3 separate regions of the Mus musculus genome follow, and regions 1 and 2 are each linked to region 3. Evidence: chromatin contacts called from public promoter capture Hi-C data. All regions are on one chromosome and are shown on one strand. Each heading gives the region's core, a stretch centred on a gene start, on an enhancer-like site or on the middle of the called end of the contact. The rest is flanking DNA. Distances are from core to core; before and after follow the strand shown. Region 1 holds the start of 1700025J12Rik (RIKEN cDNA 1700025J12 gene). Region 2 overlaps Usp31 (ubiquitin specific peptidase 31). Region 3 holds the start of Cog7 (component of oligomeric golgi complex 7).

Region 1 (3,143 bases), core at 598-3,097, 390 kb after region 3:
CAGTCCCTCACGTCCACATGGTGTAAACCAATTGACCCTTCATAGTAAGGAGCCCAGTGCTTCCTTCCTACTGTGGGGTCTGTGGCCCAGAGACCAAGACTTCCTGAGCCCAGGAATGTACACTCTAGTCACATTCACACGAAACACTGAGATATACTGATTTAAACTCAGCCTTTTAATAGAAAAGATACAAATAACCTAGGCGTTGGAAGTTGAGGGTTTCACTAGATGGCTCTGTTCCATAGAGGAAGCCCGGCATCACAGAGAGCTGCGGCGTGAATAAGGCCTATAAACTCTGAAAGATCAGCATGTCTCCAGACCTGCCAACAGGAATTAAAAACGATAACAAGGCCAAAGCTTACACACTTCATATACTCCTTGAAAAGACTTCCTTCTAGAAGTGCTAGCTAGCAAATGTTGGATATGATAATTAAAATGAAAACCATTTTGTTTGGCGGACATATTATGGCTTAGTTCTTGTCCCATGAGAAGTTAGGTTGCTCTGAAATCATTCATTCATTCCTTCATTCCTTCATTTGATCATTAGTTTCTGCAACAAATATCATTGCCTGTGGGCCTGTGTCCTTCCTTGTGATGCAGAGTTAGTAGGAGGGTAGAGAGCAAGGAAGGCAATGTGTAAACATTATGGAGCAGTGTGATGGAATGAACACTGCAGAAAAGTAAAGCAGGAGGGAATAGAAGTTGCTGGAGCACAAGAGTTAGGAGATTTAGAGGCTCCGGGAGAAGAGTCTAGACAGGTGAGGGTCCATAATTGTGCTGATTTCTGGAGCTGTAGGCAGGTAGAAGACTCCAACAAGCACCCTATCCAGAAAAAAAAAATACCAGCTAAACCATGGCTCTAATCTCACTAGAAGCTAAGTGAAACCTTTTGACTGCAGGATGGTCAGAGGGGCTGGCACTCAAACTCTGTTAGCAGTTGCTACATTGCCCTTGGGTTGGGCACATAAAAGATTGTTCAGTGAACATCAGTTATGCAACAGTTGTGTGCCCAGGCCTGTACAAGCACCTGAAGCTCAGAGACTGCTCAGCAAACCTGATAAAGAAACCGGGAAGTGCTGCCAGACCTCCTGGCTCAGGCCTGCAACCCCAGCCACTCTGGAGGCAGAGGCAAGAAGTTCGAGTACGTCCTGCTCTACAGTGAGTTCAAAGCCCAGGAAACCCAGAGACTCCGACTCAAAATAAAAACCTCAGAAACAGGACTGGGATGTAGCTCAGTGGTAGAGTGCTTGCCTTACAGAGCTCTGGGTTCAACCCCTTGGGTTGGGGTTGGGGACAGAGGGGACAGAGGAGCATCTGGCCTTGGCGTGGGAAGGAAAGGGGCTTCCTGCCTGCGTTGTGTTCTCATCCAACTTCCCCACCTTATTAAAGTCCACGCTCCCTGGCTTCCGTCAGATCTCAAAGTCTTCAGTTTGTTCTTACTCTGGGGCTCTAGCTGGTTCCTGTGTTGATGTCCAGGTCCCTGGGTCTTTTCCTGGGGTAACTGCTCACCATACAACCTCCAGACAATTGTCACCTATCCTCAGGAATGACCCGGGTCCATCATCTTGCTTGTCTGTTTCCTTCCCAGCACCCTCTGAGGTTACTGGCACACAAGTTAACTCTGTCTGTCTCCTGCCTTCTCCACAGGAGCTGGAACTCAGCTGTCCTCATTCAGCTTTCCATCTCCAGGGCCAGGCAAACGGAGACACTCCGTGAATAAAGATGAACCGACTTATTTACTAAACAAGGAACATTGATGCCTCCTGGAATCAAGATCCACGCCCTGACCAGCCTTCCTCGGCCACTCCCCTTCCTGCCTCTGCGCATGATGGAGGGCCGATCTGCCCACTCTCTGATGCCCTCATTGGCTATAGGAACTATTGGAATCTAGACTGCAAGACTCCAATCAGTTTAACAGTTGAGACGATAGACAGGGAGCCAGCCAGAAACATTTCTTAAATCTCCGCCTTTGCCTCTTTCAAACTGTATGCCCTAGGTAAGTTAATTTACCTCTCTGAGCCCCAGCCTCAGTTTCTCCCAGCCGGGCAGGCAATACTTTCAATAAACAGCAGGCTTTGATATTCTGCCAAACAGTAATTACCGATGGCTGTGTCTGGAAGATTGGCTTGCACCACCCCTTCTGGGGAAGAGAGCCCTGCTTCCGGCCCACAGGGACCCTTGAAGAGAGACCTCTAGAACTGAAAGTCCACACTCAGTGATTGTGCCCCTGGGGAGCAGGAGGTAATGATCCGGGGACGGCTAATGAGCTTCCGCCTCGGCTCTCTCCCGTTGCAGGTGGTATGGCAGAGTTCCAGGCCCAGCGGCTGCTCCCTGCACCTGCCCCCTCCACATCCAATTTCTTTGCAATGGCCTAAAAAGCTAACCAAGCTGAAATAGCTCATTCCAAGGCTCTCAAACTCCGGCACCATTATTCAGTGTTTGCAGAGGCCTAGCCTCATCCCTGCCACTCACCATTTCCCATCTGTTGGGAGCACTTGGCTGTGGTATCTTCGATGCTCACCGTCCCGTTGGGCTTGAGGTAAGGGCTAAAGGGTTGCCCCATAGGGCATTTCTAGCTGTGGATGCCTGCAGGGACCCTGTCATTCTCCAGCATTCTTTCCTGGTGCTTGACATTGTGGTTATAACCATAATTCTGTTACAATAAGATAAAAACCACTAGCAAACATCCCTAGAGGTGTGTGGCCATGATAGCTTAGACTACCAGCTGGGAATCTGTTTGCCTACATTTGGCTCCATCATTTGATAAATGAAATCTTGGGTCTCCAAGTCCAATATAATGTTAGCTCTCTTTTTCTATGTGTGCGTCATGAATTGAACCCCAGGCTTTGTACCTGCTAAGCACATGTTCTACTACTGAGCTATATCTGCAGCCCCCAACAGTAGCTTTTTTTGTTACTCACTCCTTGCTTTGTGGTAGCCAGCAGTAATCATAAACATGTGAGTGAAAAAAATTCTAGTTAATATTTATCAAGACTCTATATTGTTAATTTTGCTTAATTTGCTTTGTCTCCACAAGACACGCTAGTGACTAACTTTGGGGGTGGGTAGTGAGTGTTCAGTTAAGATTAGACACAGGGTCTATGACCCCCCCCAGCTGTTTATGTGAGTGAGTTGCATGAGAG
Region 2 (2,929 bases), core at 370-2,869, 340 kb after region 3:
TGTGTGCATGTGTGTGTGCGTGTGTGTGTGTGTGTGTGTGTGTGTGCGCGTGCGTGTGCGTGTGTGGTGGGGGGCTTTCTGACTTCAAGGCCCGAATTGGATGTGTGAAGTGTTTTATGCTTGGTGTGTCCAGGTATTGTTCTTATTTGCTGGTGGCAGGCAGAGTGCCCTGAGGGGTCTGAATTAATTCACACAGCCTCTCTCCAGATTCTACTCTGGGGCTGACACCGACCCATGCAGGAGAGGGAAAAATGTCCAGGTTAAAAAATATGGTAGAAGACAGTGGAAAGTTTCCTGCCTAGCCTTGCAAACCCTGCCCTGCTCTGGCAGCACCGGTGTAACCCACAGGCAGCACTGGGCCTCCTGCTCAGGTTCACTCCCTCTAGGTCTTTTCTGTGTAGTTTCTGGAATCCTTTTTAGTTTGAAACAAATGTGAAACATTTTATTCAAATTATTTTGGAGCCTTTTTTGTTGTTGTTTTTTTATGTAATTAAAAAGATCATGTAATACTTAACCAGAAATGTTACCTACAGAGGCACATGAAATTTGGTTTTAGTCTGTGGTGAGCCAGGCACACTATACCATCTTCAGAATAATCCACTGTGCTGTGTGTCCTCATCCCATTGAGCATCAGACTGCCTACAAAAAGTTTATCTGACATGGTCCGTATTTTAAGGCTATCAGGAAAACATCAGAGCTGGGACAGCTTTGGCACAGCCTCCCAGAGCCGAGCTCTCTGCTGCTATGAACTCTGCAGCGGGGACTTTGCTAGGTGCTATTCCAGACTGGGGGCCGTGTTTCTGCGCTTGCGGCTCTGTTGGGTTTTCCTGTAGGCATTTGTGTTGTGTAGCTTTGCTCACCAACTGTGCCTCTCACCACTGGTTAAAATTGAGTTCAGGCCCATTACCAAAATGTGTTTTTTTGTTTTTGTTTTGTTTTGTTTTTGTTTTGATTCTCTTGTGATTTTGCACCGGCGTCTATTTCTCCAGTTGTCTTAAAAGCTGCATGTCATGTCACTGTACACAAAATGCTTTGGTGTCATTCACGAGCCACCATTAGTGAGCTCTGTATAAGTTTAATTTTGCAGTAAAAGGACGGCAGAGTATCCTTCCTGCAGGCTGGAAGAAAGTGTATCCTACATTTTAAATTATGTTAGGCCAAGTGCATGAGGTGTGGCACTGCCTTCTGTTATTTATTTGTATATTTTATTATTCAAGGTGTACGCACTTTTAAGAAGCAGAATTTATATTTTTATGTTGAAAACGTTTTATTTCTGAGACAGCAGTTGGTTGTATAGTATATAGTTGGAATTAAGAGAAAACTGGAAAATGTAACAAAACATAATAAATTTATTACATGATGCCTTCTTCAAGACATATTTGTCTTTTCTCTCCCTTGCCAAACCAGTTTTTAAAATGTTGAATAGTGTTTGTACTGCATAGGTTTCTCTAACAAAAGGCTTTAAAACTGCAGTGTTTCAGGTAAAACATCAAGTTACAGGATACTGCCATGCAGTTTGGCCAACTCCCCATGCAATTACTGTGTAAAAAGATCACATCCATACTTGTTCAGTGCTCCCAGTCAGCAGTTATATGAGATAAGAGACTATTTGTCCTGGGCTACAGAGCTGGCCTTGAAAGAGCTCACATTCTGCCCCATTTCCAGCGGATTCTCATTGTTCTTCTTTGGTTGTAAGAGGAAGCTGCAACATAAAAATATTCTTTCCTCAGCCTTCTCTCACCCCGTATACACATTACCTGCTTTATTATTTTTATGTGTATGAATGTTTTGCTTGCATGTATGTAAGTGCACCACTCGTGTGCTGGTGCGTAGGGCCTGGGGGAGGCTAGAAGTAGCTGTGCTCCACTATGTGGGAGCTGGACCGAGGCTCTAAAAGAGTAGCCACTGCTCCTAACCACCGAACCATCTCTCCAGCACTCCAGTAACTGACTTCTGAGGTGTTTTTGTTTGGTTTTGGTTTTGGTTTTCCCCTAGCTATCTGGCCAACGGAATGCTCTAGTGGGACTGTCATATCACTTATGACCACTTGGGGGCAATAGAGCTCAGCATTGTATTGTAAGTCCAGTTTACCGATTTTAAACTTCTCATCTGAGGGTAGAAATGCCTGAGGTGAATTGATTCCTCGTCTGGTAAATACTCCAGCCAGCCATCACTCTCGGAGAGCACCATGGAGCAGGTACCTTTCCATTCCAAAGCACAACATCATGGCTGGGTTGGGGTAGACCACATGCTCCGTCATCCAAAATAGCACTCGGCTCTCCCTCTAGTTTGGAGTGGTAAAATTTCTCCTTTAGCTTAACCACAGCACACTGTTTACTAAAGAGGTTTCACCATGGGTATAAATGTTCATGTACAATATATAGATCTAGTATTTGCATAGATATTTAAGGACCACTCTGGCTCCACTGTATTTGGAGGATTATTTTCAAATACTTGAATGCTTACTGTTTCCACAACATGTTTTAGCCTCTTAAGTCTTCCTGAAGAAAGAAAAGGCATGGCAGAGCTCCTTGGCCAGGTCTACTTACTTGTCCTTTGAGTTAAAGCCCCCATGAGAGAGTTGAAGTCTACGCCCATAGAAAAAGGTTGAAAACCTTTCACCCCAAGTCAGGGCCCTTCCCAGGTGGGCTCCAGACTTGAGCAGATGTTTGGTGTTGCCAGTGGCTCGCCCCTTTTCTTGGCATCTCCTCCGTGTGGGTTGCCCCAGACTTTTCCTGATCTGGTGGATAGGGTCTTTCTCCTGTGGAGCCCTCTGAGATTCTGTCTTAACTACATTGTGGCTCACCACATTTCTCTCTCCCTGTCAGCATTCACTACACAGGAAGAACAAGGGATCTCCTCTCTTGGAGACAGATTTTACATATTTGGCCCAATGAGCATCACCCCATTCTTTATAGTTTCCAGGGCT
Region 3 (3,024 bases), core at 150-2,649:
TTACCCCTGTTCCCTTCTGCATATCTTCCCTCTTTCCCACCTCCACCTTCCATTCTTTTTCCTCCCGTGTCTTTCCTCTGCTCTCATGTTAGATATTCTTTTAGGTGTTTATACAATCTGGATCCAGAACTGAGAGAAAACGTGAACTTCGTCTTCTGGCTTCTTTTGCTTATTACCTTTAGCTGTATCCATTCCCCACAACACCATGTCCTCCTTTTGGGTACTGTACATATTTTTAAGTGCACATATACTCTTCTCCATGACAGACAAATATTAAGGCCATAGCAAGTCTCTGTACATTTAGAACAGAGTCATAATATGTGTTCCTGATACACGGAATTAAATTAGAAACCAACGCTAGAACATGCAGTGGTGGCTTAAGCCAGAAATCCCAGCATGTGGGAGGTTCGATCTTTGAGGCATGGGTTTGAGTTCTAGGATAGAAGAACGGAACCCGTCTTTAAAAACAACAAACAAACAACAACATCCTCACAACAACAACAACATCCTCTACTTTGCTATACTAGACAAGAGCAAAAAAAAAAAAAAAAATCGGAGAAAGAAAGGAAGAAGGAAGAAAGGTAGAAAGAAAGAAAAAACCTAACTAGTAAAGAAAATGATGGAAAATGAGTGGAAGAATTGGAGGAAAAGTAATTTTTGAAGATTATTGAAGATTACTGAAATTAGACCAGAGTTAGGGGAGACCATTATCAAATCTATAGAAATCTATGAGGAGAGATGGTCCAGCGGTTAATAGTACTGGCAGCTCTTCCAGAGGACCTGCGTTCCACTCCCAGCATTGATAACCACATGTAACATCCCACTTCCAGGAGATCTTTCATTCTCATCTGGCCTCTGCCCGCACCAGACAGGCAAGTGGGTCACACACATACAGAGGCAAAACACTCCATATAAAATAAAATAAAATTAAAAAAAAAACCAAACTGCTGCCGGGCGTGGTGGCGCACACCTTTAATCCCAGCACTCGGGAGGCAGAGGCAGGCGAATTTCTGAGTTCGAGGCCAGCCTAGTCTACAACGTGAGTTCCAGGACAGCCAGGGCTACACAGAGAAACCCTGTCTCAAAGCAAAACCAAACCAAACCAAAAAACCAAAAAACCAAAAAACCCAAACTGCTGTATGCATTTAGTGAGGACGGAAAACTAGCAACATTACTCCTACATACAGAGTTTATATTTCTCAGCTGCTCCCTTCTCAGACGTCAATCTTCTAGTCTTGAGGAAACACGCGTTTACTTAGTTTACTGCTCGACAAATAAGAGCAGAAAACGAACTGTCGTACCTGTCCGGACTGCGCGAAGCTCGCTGCTCTAACAGGAACAGTTGCTATGGTAATAGGCACCGACTTCCGGAAGAAGTACGGCGCGCGACGAGGGACATTCGGCCTCGGCGCGAGTGCGCTGACGGGGCGGCAAGTAAAGCTTGGTGGGTTTCGACGGGTGTCCCGAAGGCGGTGTCGCTCGGCGCCAACCCGGAGACCGCGCGCCATGGACTTCTCCAAGTTCCTGGCTGACGACTTCGACGTGAAGGACTGGATTAATGCGGCCTTCAGAGCCGGCCCCAAAGACGGGGCGGCGGGGAAGGCGGACGGTCACGCAGCCACCCTGGTAATGAAGCTGCAGCTGTTCATCCAGGAGGTGAACCACGCCGTGGAGGGTGAGCCACGCAGACGCCCACCCGCCCGCCCCGGCACCCGACTGCAGGACCGGGCCCAGGGGCCAAGCCTCTCCTTTGGTGGGAAAGCGAGCCCTGCAGTAGTCTGAGTTAGGTCTAGGCTTTGGTGTTCACGTCCGACGATGCCATAACATTTCCTTTAAAAACTAAAAACTAAAAACAAAAAAAAAACCCCAATAATAATAATAATAACAATCTGGGAGTGGTGGCGACCGCCGTTAATTTCCGCACTGGGGAGGTGGTGCTGGACGGTCAGGAATTCAAAGCCAGCTTCAGTTGCAAAGTGAGTTCGAGGCCGGCCTAGGCTATAGGATCGCTCTCGCCGGCTCTCGCACGCTCTTTTACTCTTCCTTCTCCTTCCCCCTTCTTATTTACAGTCTCACTCTGTCGCCTAGGTTCGCCTCAAACTCGCCTTCTGCCCCAGCTTCCCTAATTCTGGCATTACAGATATGTGCCCCCCCCCCCCAAAAAAAGCTCTTTGGGTTTGGAGTAATTGCTCAGTGGTTACTACTCTTGTAGAGAACCTAAACTTAATTCTCAGCACCCACATCAGTTGGCACACAACTACCTGTAACTCCAGTTCCATGGGATTCAGTGGCCTCCTTGGGCATAAACACTCACATGCACATACTGACACACAGACAAACATGGGTGAATGTAATTAAAAAATAAATCTTGAAAGAAGGCCTTTTGGAGGTGGTGGGGTAGATAGACTCTCATGTAACCCATACTGGCCTTGAATTTGCTCTATGATGGAGGGTGACCTTGAACTCTTGATCTTCATGCCTTTGATTCTGAAATTCTGGGATTATAGACATGTTCTGTCATGCCTGGCATAAAGAGTCACTTTTGAGAGCATTTAATAGTTAACTGGTCCTAGTATTTAGCAGTATATGAGAATGACACAAATCCATTAATATATCTTTGTAAGCTAAGGAAGATGGGCCATCCTGAATGAAGACTTTAACTGTGTGTGTGTGAGAGAGAGAGAGAGCGAGAGAGAGGAAGAAAGAGAGAATGAGAGAGAGAAGACGAGAGAGAGGGGGGGGAGAGAGAGAGAGAGAGAATGAGAGAGAAAGAGAGAATATATGTTGCTGAATCAGTGCTCCTCCTTGCTGCTTCACTGTGTTGAGGACACAGTACCACATAGATAGCCTGGGTTATGGTGCTGCAGCTTGGTTTCCAGGCATATTTTCCCCACATCTGCATGTGTGTGGGAGCAGCGAAAAAGCAGGCTAGTGCTTCTTAGTGGCTCCTGGGACCCACATCCTCGTGTTCTGAGGTGTTAAGGATGCAGCCATGGGCCCTGTCCCACACTTACCAGATAAGAG

Evidence for each region. Promoter capture Hi-C pulls out the DNA fragments that hold promoters and counts their contacts.
Region 1: a contact with region 3 is called in a promoter capture Hi-C map of hippocampal neurons, with 2.5 times the contacts expected there. The contact joins the promoter of 1700025J12Rik here to the promoter of Cog7 in region 3. A contact is called at or near these places in 1 of 39 promoter capture datasets (hippocampal neurons) and 1 of 9 other capture datasets (adipose tissue).
Region 2: a contact with region 3 is called in a promoter capture Hi-C map of the 3T3-L1 cell line, with 2.1 times the contacts expected there. The contact joins the enhancer-like site here to the promoter of Cog7 in region 3. A contact is called at or near these places in 11 of 39 promoter capture datasets (the 3T3-L1 cell line, 3T3-L1-derived adipocytes, HPC-7-derived erythroid cells and 6 more), 2 of 484 Hi-C or Micro-C datasets (embryonic fibroblasts and stem cell-derived primordial germ cell-like cells), 1 of 115 datasets of contacts at active chromatin or transcription factors (large pre-B cells) and 1 of 9 other capture datasets (adipose tissue).

The regions. Positions count from the first base shown.
Region 1 is chr7:121,588,607-121,591,749 of GRCm38.p6, reverse strand. 1700025J12Rik (RIKEN cDNA 1700025J12 gene) reads right to left here and starts at 1,847. Exons shown (of 2, transcript NR_131051.1): 1 at 1,380-1,847; 2 at 159-320. 4933432K03Rik (RIKEN cDNA 4933432K03 gene) reads left to right here and starts at 1,914. Exons shown (of 3, transcript NR_102286.1): 1 at 1,914-1,996; 2 at 2,296-2,539.
Region 2 is chr7:121,640,466-121,643,394 of GRCm38.p6, reverse strand. It overlaps Usp31 (ubiquitin specific peptidase 31), which reads left to right. Exons shown (of 16, transcript NM_001033173.2): 16 at 1-1,374. Among named protein-coding and RNA genes, the nearest start is that of 1700025J12Rik, 52 kb to the right of the region's middle. Within about 2 kb of position 1,619, at least 49 of the 459 cell types and tissues checked have an H3K27ac peak or open chromatin away from gene starts, as enhancers often do. A contact at or near this core is called in adipose tissue and stem cell-derived primordial germ cell-like cells, where this site is marked.
Region 3 is chr7:121,980,068-121,983,091 of GRCm38.p6, reverse strand. Cog7 (component of oligomeric golgi complex 7) reads left to right here and starts at 1,399. Exons shown (of 17, transcript NM_001033318.3): 1 at 1,399-1,675. The coding sequence starts at 1,507.